Linked DNA regions of Zea mays: regions 2 and 3 are each linked to region 1. Evidence: chromatin contacts called from public Hi-C and HiChIP or PLAC-seq data. All regions are on one chromosome and are shown on one strand. The core of a region is the stretch at or near the end of the contact, and the rest is flanking DNA. Distances in the headings are between cores, read along the strand shown. Region 1 holds the start of LOC103653161 (protein SUPPRESSOR OF NPR1-1 CONSTITUTIVE 4). Region 2 holds the start of LOC100281658. Region 3 holds the start of LOC100502318 (putative protease-associated RING zinc finger domain family protein).

Evidence for each region. A called contact is a pair of places that touch in the nucleus more often than the background predicts. HiChIP or PLAC-seq counts read pairs in DNA pulled down with a chosen protein or histone mark.
Region 2: a contact with region 1 is called in an H3K4me3 HiChIP or PLAC-seq map of leaf, with 5 times the contacts expected there. The contact joins the promoter of LOC100281658 here to the promoter of LOC103653161 in region 1. A contact is called at or near these places in 15 of 25 Hi-C or Micro-C datasets (bundle sheath, ear, endosperm and 5 more) and 2 of 3 datasets of contacts at active chromatin or transcription factors (leaf and seedling).
Region 3: a contact with region 1 is called in a Hi-C map of tassel, with 4 times the contacts expected there. The contact joins the promoter of LOC100502318 here to the promoter of LOC103653161 in region 1. A contact is called at or near these places in 3 of 25 Hi-C or Micro-C datasets (ear, leaf and tassel).

The regions. Positions count from the first base shown.
Region 1 is chr4:41,872,135-41,875,529 of Zm-B73-REFERENCE-NAM-5.0, reverse strand. LOC103653161 (protein SUPPRESSOR OF NPR1-1 CONSTITUTIVE 4) reads left to right here and starts at 1,455. Exons shown (of 3, transcript XM_008680126.4): 1 at 1,455-2,657; 2 at 2,750-2,875; 3 at 2,969-3,395. The coding sequence starts at 1,595. It overlaps LOC103653162 (a long non-coding RNA gene), which reads right to left. Exons shown (of 8, transcript XR_004857722.1): 8 at 3,347-3,395.
Region 2 is chr4:42,046,691-42,049,944 of Zm-B73-REFERENCE-NAM-5.0, reverse strand. It overlaps LOC100281658, which reads right to left and starts at 1,739. Exons shown (of 8, transcript NM_001154578.3): 1 at 1,583-1,739; 2 at 1,331-1,389.
Region 3 is chr4:42,079,005-42,082,141 of Zm-B73-REFERENCE-NAM-5.0, reverse strand. It overlaps LOC100502318 (putative protease-associated RING zinc finger domain family protein), which reads right to left and starts at 1,720. Exons shown (of 5, transcript NM_001401915.1): 1 at 1,436-1,720; 2 at 714-882; 3 at 72-296. The coding sequence starts at 855.

The sequences.
Region 1 (3,395 bases), core at 206-2,705:
AAGGATCCCAAGGCTGCTCTTAACCGTGAGCACGGCTGATATACCAGTTTCTAACACTCTGCAGAGGTTGCACACTTTACCCACAAGCCGTGATTCCCATTCTTCTCGGGGTTCTAGCCTCCCCATTGATCACTACCAAGGTGACCTAGCAGAGTCTCATTACGTAGCCTTTACAAAGATTGGCCGAGCGGGAAAGAATCAGCCCAATGCCACATTTGTTATTTTCTTCTTTTTCTTTTCTAGTTTCCTTTTCTCATTTTTTTGAATTTCAAATTTTGAATTTAAATTTTGTCATGAGTATCATATTTGAGCTAAGTATCCAAATGCAAATCCTAGTATAGAAATAATATATTTTATTATATATTATACTTATTTTTACTCACATAATATTTTCTTTCTCCTCTTTTCTCAAATTCTAAAATTTCCTTTTCTATTTTACAATATTCAATTCAAATTCAAAACCCTGTTTTAATTTTTATGATCTCAAATATAATTCTAATGTAAAGATAAATCCTCTTTTTATTATTATTTAATCCACCCTCTATTATTTAATTATGGAGGTAATAAATGACTTTATTAAGATTTCCTTCCTCATTTTCTGTTTTCGAATTAGGTTTCCATTCAAACCCAAGATAAAGTTTAAGAATTTCAAATTTAATACGCACTCAAAATTATTCATGATGCGATATATTTATTCTAACTAATTTATTTATTTGATAAATGTTTGAAATATGAAACCATTCATATTTTTCCTTTATTTTTAGGAAAATAGTATTTTGATTGGGGAACATAAATTTAAAGTTACTTCAAACCTACTATTCATATAAATAAATGATTATGGTGTATCATTTAATGATATGCATAATCATTTAGTTGAACAGAAAACTTTTCTATTACCTATTTTCTAAAATAATTCTCGGTTTTCAAAATTCAGTCCTCAAATTTTCAACACTCAAGTATAATTTGAGATATCTGAATTTTACTCTTTTATGTCCTCTTTTATTTATTTATTTATTATTATTATTTATACAATTTTTGGGCCTTACATCTCGCGTCAACACCTTCGAACAAGCCGAAGGTATCAATGTGATATTCCATATGTTTATCATGAAATAAAGATATGAATTGATACATGTATGAATAATGCTTATCATCTATATGAATGCTTATTTCCGCAAATGATGAAGGTGTGTCATTCATGACCTTAGTTCGAATACCATTATATCCGAAAGGAGATGATGCTTCGGAGGACGAAGGTCTCTAATCTTTAATAATTGTGTTGTCTTATTGTTAATTCACAGTATTTGAGAACAAGAGACCATCAAATTCTAAACACCTCTGGCTAACACTCTAACGAACTGTTAGCTAGCTTATAGCTAATAATTAATTTATTAGTTGGATCAAACTAGCTAATAATTTGTTAGTTGGCTAACTATTAACTTTATAGAGGTTGTAGACAGATCCTAAAGAAGGTAGCAGCCACTATTATTTGGGAAGGAAAACATGCGCCTAGATGGTATGGTCCACTGCAGGCAGCGACTTTTGTGGTCACTCAATCACACCTGTCACTTTCAGATGCATGTGGTAGTTCTATATGCATGACCTGGTCGAATTCTTCCAATGCAGGGGTCTTGGTCTTGGCGTTACCGCGTCCCACAAAAGTCATCCATGCCCGCTTGTTACTACAACCTCAATCACAACCACAAGAGCAAGAAGAAGAAAAATGAAACAGCGCCAGCCAATGGCCTGCAACCGCCGCCGCAAGCTTCTCTGCGCCTGTTTGCTGCTGGCTTGCGCAGCCCCCGCCGCCGCCGCCGCCGTCAACATCTCCGTCTACTGGGGCCAGAACAGCAACGAGGGCAGCCTGGGCCAGACATGCAGCAGCGGCCGCTACGCCTTGGTTGCCATGGCCTTCCTTTCCACGTTCGGCAGCGGCCAGACACCGGTCCTCAACTTGGCCGGGCACTGCGACCCCGCGTCGGGCGGCTGCACAGCTCTGGCCGCGGACATCGCGGCCTGCCAGGCGAGAGGCGTCAGGGTGCTCCTCAGCATCGGCGGCGGTGCTGGAAGCTACAACCTCTCCTCCGCCTCGGACGCCGAGAGCGTGGCCACCTACCTCTGGGACAACTTCCTCGGCGGCACCTCCTCATCGCGGCCTCTCGGCGACGCGGTGCTCGACGGCATCGACATGGACATCGAGATCAGTCCGTCCAGCCACTTCGACGGCCTCGCCAGGAACCTAACGTCGCTGTACGGGGGCGACAGGCGAGGGAGGAAGTACCTGCTCACCGCGGCGCCGCAGTGCCCGTACCCGGACGCCTCGCTCGGCGCGGCGCTCGCCACGGGGCTGTTCGACCACGTGTGGGTGCAGTTCTACAACAACCCCGGGTGCGAGTACCAGCAGAAGGACGGAGACGGCGTGGCCAACCTGGCGGCATCGTGGAAGGCGTGGACGCAGTCGCTGCCGTCGTCGGCGTCTGTGTTCCTTGGCCTGCCGGCGTCGCCTGCTGCAGCGGGTAGCGGGTACGTACCCCCGGACGACCTTGTGTCGCGTGTGCTGCCGGCGGTGAGCGGCTCCGCTAACTACGGCGGCCTCATGCTGTGGAACCGCTACTACGACAACAGCACCGGTTACAGTGCCCGGATTCTGAGCAGCAGTAAGTTTGCGCACATTTGATTACTGAATGGTTCACAACCAGTATGTTTTAGAGAAAGAATATCGATCTAACAACTCAACCATGCATCACAGTCACAGCGGATCGACCAAACAGCTCGCCAGTTCCAGGGGGCTCCGGCGATGAATCGCCACCGCCGGACAACTCACCAGCTCCGCCGCCGAGCACTGGCCGGTCACGAAAGAGAAGGATCAAAACATGTAAGTAGAATGACCATTGCTTAACCAACCATGTGGGGGCATCACCCTTTCGAATCTCGAGAATGAAATGAATGATTTCACTGGCATTTTCAGATATCATAGCGGGCACCGCAGGCGTATCCGGGCTGTGTGCAATAATCGCTCTCGCAGCCTTGATGTGGTGGTACAAGAGACGTTATGGCATGGTAATACCATGGCGCAGAGGCGTATCCGGGGTCGAATCCTTTCTGCAAAAGCAAGGAGCTCTACTACACCCGAAAGGCTACACTTACTCGGAGGTGAAGAGGATGACCAGGTCCTTCGCTCACAAGCTCGGGCAAGGCGGCTACGGCGCTGTCTACAGGGGCAGCATGCCTGACGGCCGTGAGGTGGCCGTCAAGATGCTGACGGGCATGCTGGAGGGCGACGGCGAGGAGTTCATGAACGAGGTGGCGAGCATCAGCAGGACGTCTCACGTCAACATCGTTACTCTGGTAGGGTACTGCCTCCAGGGTCCAAAGAGAGCTCTCCTGTACGAGTA
Region 2 (3,254 bases), core at 490-2,989, 170 kb before region 1:
TGCCATAGATAGATAAAATAATAGACCAAGCAGCTAAATGTTCACGTTTTTTTCGAAGATTTATATTTCCATAAAGAACAGGAGACCAATTTCATGATCAACTAAAAAACCCTTATTCTTGCATTATCACATGTATGCCACGTCTAAGTTTGTAAGGATACAAGTACAGGTTGAACCTTTGGCTGTTTGCAATTTTAGGGTGGATCTCAAGGGACGGTGGCCAAATCTTCTCTCCACACAGTTATCCAATAGCATACAAAACTACATGCAAGTAATGCCTAAATGTTTCCAAACTCCTAAAATTGCGCCCTATCAACCTAAACCTACGAATGTGGCCAACCACTTGTAGGAACATAGCAACTTGTCCCTCAACAAAGCTGTTAATTGTATGATTGTATCTGTATGCAAATGCATCGTCCTAAGCAACGTGCACAAGCGGAAAAAGGGGTCTCTTACTCTCTCCTCATGGCGAAGTAGTTCTACACAGGCATGGTGACAAACATCATTGTGGAAAAATTAAACCTAATGTTTGCCATCCTAATTAATTTTGTCTCCTTCAGCTAAGGGGTCCATAGGTGGTGGGCACGCCTGCCCGCCTATACACAAACAGTTTGTATGCACACATAATAACAACTATACAAGCAGCCTGAGGATATTTGACGCTATTTGATAACAAAATGACCATCTAGACTTCGGACCAAGGATAGATTGCAATAAAAAATTGGTACAGGCATAGAAAATTCACACGTAAAACAATATAAAGGGTCAAAATTATCCATGTTCTAGCTAGTGACTGAAACAAAACCACCAAGTTCGCACCAGATTAAAATAATGCTAGTAAGTCGTAACCAACGTTATTTTCTTCTGCTGTATAATGTTAACCAAATATATTAGTACTACAAAACTTAGACCGCTAGTTGGTTTCGAATGATTCACAATGTTCAGATTTCGAACACTTCAACCAGTAGCATTATTTCAGAAAAACAGCAAGCAATCCAAGCATACATGGGACTAAAGTCTGCATCTTGGAGGTTAGCAAGTAGCATATGTATTCATTCTTTTAAAAAAAATATAAAGATAACAGGCATGTTTAGGGTTGCAATAATATCAGGGTTAGTCTCCATGTTGAATTAAGAAAGGGTTTCTGATGCTACAAAACACATGGCAGCGTTTCATATATACTAAATATATATTGATCTCAGAGTATCCCATCCTTTTGATTTCATTCAAGGTCGAATTAAACAACAAAGGACAGAGTTTGCAGTTTATAACTAACCTCAACCTAGAGTATAGCATATAGCATAGACAGATACAGAAGGCTCCAGCTTACCTTGCTGCCGAATGGAGTAGCCTCCGATCCTTTGCTTTGCTTGTGATACAGAACAAGACCTGAAAACGAGAAAGGAGATGTCAGGCGAGGAGGATCCGGGCGGCCGTCCAGGGAAAGAAACAAAGCGGCGGTAAGGACGGGGTGGATCCGGGCAATTAGATTCACGCCGCGTCCGGCGATTGACTGGCGGGCGACCAAAATCGATGGCGGATCCGGACGGAGAAGGATCCGTTGCGGTGCGTGTAGACTCACCTGAGACGTAACGGAGGTAGGTCGCCGGATGAGAACGATTCCTTGGCCCGAGGAGATGGGGGAGGACAAGATCCTGGAGGCGAGGCGAGGGCGAGGGGCAGAGGCAAGGCCAGCGCGTGGGGCTCTTGTGGTTGACGGATGGAGCGTGCGCGAGTAACCCTAGCGCGAGGTCGGTTCACTTCCAAAAAAATCGTCGGACCAGGCTGTGGGGCTATATCGATTTGGGCTAGGTCGCAGCAGGCCCAACCAAACAGAGTCTGCTTGATCTGATCAGTTGCGTGACGTGTGGGCTTCAACGTCGGTTGGACCCATCTGGCAGTAGTGAATGTTCATTTTCCTTTTTTTAATTGGAAAAAAAGTTAATAGCAAGTTTGGAAAATTAAATCCACTCCAGGATTTCCATAGATTAAGGGAAATTAAAATAATTTATCTTTTAGGTCTAGTTTGGGAACCATATTTTTTCAAAGGATTTCTATTTTCTCAAGGGAAAATGAACTAATTTTCCATGGGAAAATGAAAATCTCTAGAAAAATTAAGGTTCCCAAACTAGCCCTTAATATTTAGAAATTCCGGAGGAGGTTTAAGTTTTCAAACTATTCTTAATGTCCTTTTACCTACCAGATTATCTATGAAAAAAAACTCTAAAATTTGGAGTCTTTTCTCTTGCTTGTTCCGTTTGGTTCAGCTTTTTCACCTCGATCCACTTTCAAAAATATGAAGATACAAGTTGAATAAATTTCAAAATATATATATATATAGTTCAATCCAAATTTTTCTCCTACCTTAAGCTTTTTAGATTCGTACTATCTAGAATTTCCAAAATATTATCCAATTGCCACTGTTCTATATGATTAATTTTTTTTATTTTCTCCTAGACAAACCTATAAACAATGGCAGTGTCAGAGTCTCTTTCTCATCTATAGCAGCTGAATTGTCTTGATCTAAGTCATTCGTCGACACGAGCACAGGTTAGGAGCCACCTCACCCCCACCCAACCAACCCATGGACATTGGCGATACTTGTGGGGTAGCTCATGGGCTTATGGGGGTAGATATCCCTCGAGTCCCCAAGATCCTGTTTCGATTTATGGGTTGTTATAAGGTCTCAATAGGACAGGCGCATAGGCTTCACGAGCTGATTAGTCGGACACAACCAGAAGCGGACGTAGAGATCGGTTGTGTGGGTGTGAAGGTGTACTAGCCGATTCCCACGCATGTAGGGGACGAGATAAGCGCCTCAAAGCTCACCTAATCACAGATAAGTCAGAGTTAGTTTCGTGGATAAGCACAGATTAATAACATTCAGTTCAACTATGTAAACCCTAATTTTGTTGGATGTATAAGATAGAATATGTACCCCTATAAAACGATTGGATCCTCTTATAGGCATAGACAACACTACGCTCATTCTCTTTGTAATACAGATCTCAAAAACAATACATTGCCATCCACACACAAGACGTAGGATATTATGCATCTAATCAACCCAAACCTATATAATTCTATGTGTTCCACCGTACTTTGCGCGAACCAGTGAGTTGTTGTCGACCTCGCTGTAGGAAACGGGTGACGCCTAAGAGGGGGGGGGTGAATTAGAACTTCTAAAACTTTTACTAAACTAGGCCACAATTAAATCCCTAGAGCAAAACCTATGCAAATAATCAAAACTAAAA
Region 3 (3,137 bases), core at 471-2,970, 210 kb before region 1:
CTTTATGCACACTGATAAAAGAATTACATGTAACCGATGCTATGGTAAAAAAATGATGCCTAGATCATTACTTGAAACAAGGATGTCATTATCTTCATTATTATATACTACAGCAGCCTTGAATCCAGCATTCTGTGCATTTCTAATTTTGTCATCAAATTGGCAACCGCCTCTTATAATCAACGCAAAAGGTGAGACAGAGCCTTGAATCGCTTTCGCTCTCAATGGACTGCATGCATCCTTAGGTTCCACAGCATAAAGAACGCCACTTACACCTGAACCTTCCACTGCTGGAGCTGCAGGAAGAATGAAAAGGGTCAGATAAGCCTTGCATTAACCAGATAGATTGGTTCAGGCACCAAAGTAACATTGCACATTATGGATCATAAAGATACAAGAATGATGCAACTATATAAGAAGAAACTGGAGGAGACATCTAACTAACAGCGCAAAAAAAGATGAAGACCTGTCATTCAATAATCACTAAAAACAGGGCAACTTGGTATTAAAGAAAACAGATCATAACATCAACAGGTAACTAACAATGTACTGGAGAGTGTGTTTAATGACCGGGTTTCTTATACTGTTTTTCATCTTCTTAATATAATGGCATGCAACCTACTTTTGTGTTTGATAAAAACAACAGCTAACCAGATTTTTAATTGACATGTACAGAGATACATGGAGATAGTGTAATAATGTGTAACACCCACTAAAAGTTGCCTCGACATCATCCAACGACAAGGTAGTGTTGTTCGCCATGAGTACAACATTGGAAGCTCCCAGCTGAGCCATGAGGCAAATCATCAGAAAGAAACAAAGGGGAAATGGTGTCCTTCCTCTTGGGCATGCCATCTTGACAGAACTCTGATCCTTTGGAGCCTGCAATCGAACAGAAGGTACTAATGCCGAGTATCAGGCCGAGAGCTGCAATCATATTACTAGAATTAACAAAACTGAAAAAAGAAAAAACAGGAGTGCCGCGCGTAACTTCACAGCAACACGAACAGTCTGCGCAGTTGCATCATCACTCAGGTAGCAGAGTAAATGGTAGAGAGGCCTAGAGTAACCAAATCACAGGTCAAAGTGATTTCGTTTCTTTTCACAGCCTGCTTTCAAAAAAGGAGGGATTTCTTTCCCCCAGTCATGGGAAAAGAGCACTTCCATGGCCCGAAATCCAGAGTCGTCTCCAGGGGTACGGAAAGTGCATTGGCCTGTTTAAAAGATAGGCAATTTGACTATTTGAACACGAAATCAACCCCCACCCCCCTACCCCCAAAAAAAACTCTGAAATCCCGCCCCAAATTCAGCGGAGGGATCCCACATCAAATCGGGTACAGACGGCATCTCCACGAAGTTATCACGATTAACAAGCCAAATCTTTGCGAGAAGATTGCGTCAGAACGAATGCACCGAGGAGGACAAAAGACCGCACCTTTTGACGGGATTTGATCTTCCCGGCAGCAGCAGCAGCAGGGGAGTGACACGAGGAAAAAGATGAGTCGGCGCAGGAGAGAGGGGACTAGAACTAGGAGGAATTAGCGGGCGGTTGACGCGGATCGAGTTGGGATGGAAACGTCAGCTGCCATGAGAAAATTGCAGAGGAGGATTTGGAATGGCAAGGGGGGACGATATCCCACACCCGCAGAAATCAGAATTGAAGGTGGTTTGGAATGGAAGGAAACAATCAGAATTGATCGAATGAATCTCTAATTTGATCTTTCCTTCGCACGGAGTATATTATAATTTGTGTAGATGAATCTTGTATTGATAGGGAGGATGGTGAAAGTTCTTTTTTCTGCTCTTGCTTTGTCATCCGTCCCTATCCCACACCCGCGGTCCCAGCATGCGATGTCCCACAGATGGATTACGGTCCTATAACTATTTCATCCTATATTTTAAACTTCATTCTACAAATAATATTCTCTATATTTTTTTATTTATCACGGTATAAATCTCTTATTTATATCATCTGCTGCGAACATCTGCTATGACAACCTATCATGTTTCATTTTTATTGTAACACATAGGTATATATCTGTACGTTGCGACGGGAGTAAAAAAATTATACGAAACATAGATACAGAACGCAAACATCACTATGATATGCAAAATTTGTGTGGCAAACATTATCAATATCGTAAAACAATTCTATATGTTTGTTGACGCTTTTTTGAGCGTCAAATACTCAAGAAGAACCGGCGGCGGTGCTCTCTGGTCAGGCGCGGACGGTCTGCGGCCTGAAGCCGGACGGTCCGCGACCTGGCACAGGGGCTAGGGTTTTCTGCCTGACGGCCGGACGGTCCGCGCCCTAGGGCCGGACGGTCCGCGCGTGCGTAGGGGCGGCGGAAGATCGCCGGCGGCGCCTAGATCTCGCTCCCGGGAGGGACCCCGTCGGGGAGGAGAGATCCTAGGAGTTGTCTAGGCTCGGGCAGGTCGACCTAGACTCCTCTAATCGACGTAGAGTCGAGGAGAGGCGGAGAATTTGGGGATCGAGAGGCTAAACCTAAACTAGACTAGAACTACTCCTAGGATAAAATGCGAAATATAAGTTGTATTGATTCGATTGATGATTACAAATCGGCCGTATACCTCTCTATTTATAGAGGAGGGGGGCTGGACCCTTTACAAACTAATTCCCGAGCTTATCCCGCGATTTTAGCTAACAACCGTAGCACAAAACTCGGAACCCTAATCTGCTCTGCGCACGCGCGGACCGTCCGGACCGCGGACCGTCCGGCCTTAGGGCCGGACAGTCCGCCGGCTCATTTTGGTGTCAAACATATGCCCCCCTGCCTTTTGGTGGAGCTGAGCGAACCAAAAGCAACTAACTCGATGTGATCACATCAGTTTTCTTAGGCATCTTGACACTTGCTAGGATGATACGTAGTGGTCTTAGTCCCGATGGTTGACTCAACGGACGTGACTCTTTTAGCTTTGATCGAACTGTTAGTCCCAACACCGTCGAGCGTCATAGCGATCCTGACCAATCCGTCACCTTACTTTTTCTAATTTTCCAAGTATTCTGGCGTAGCTTCGTAGTTGACCAGGTCTTCCCCTTGTAGGTCATCTTCCTCCATGGGTGTCGGTACATCGTTGGTGGTGTCTTGGTGTAGTGCGGATGGTTCGGCCTCAGG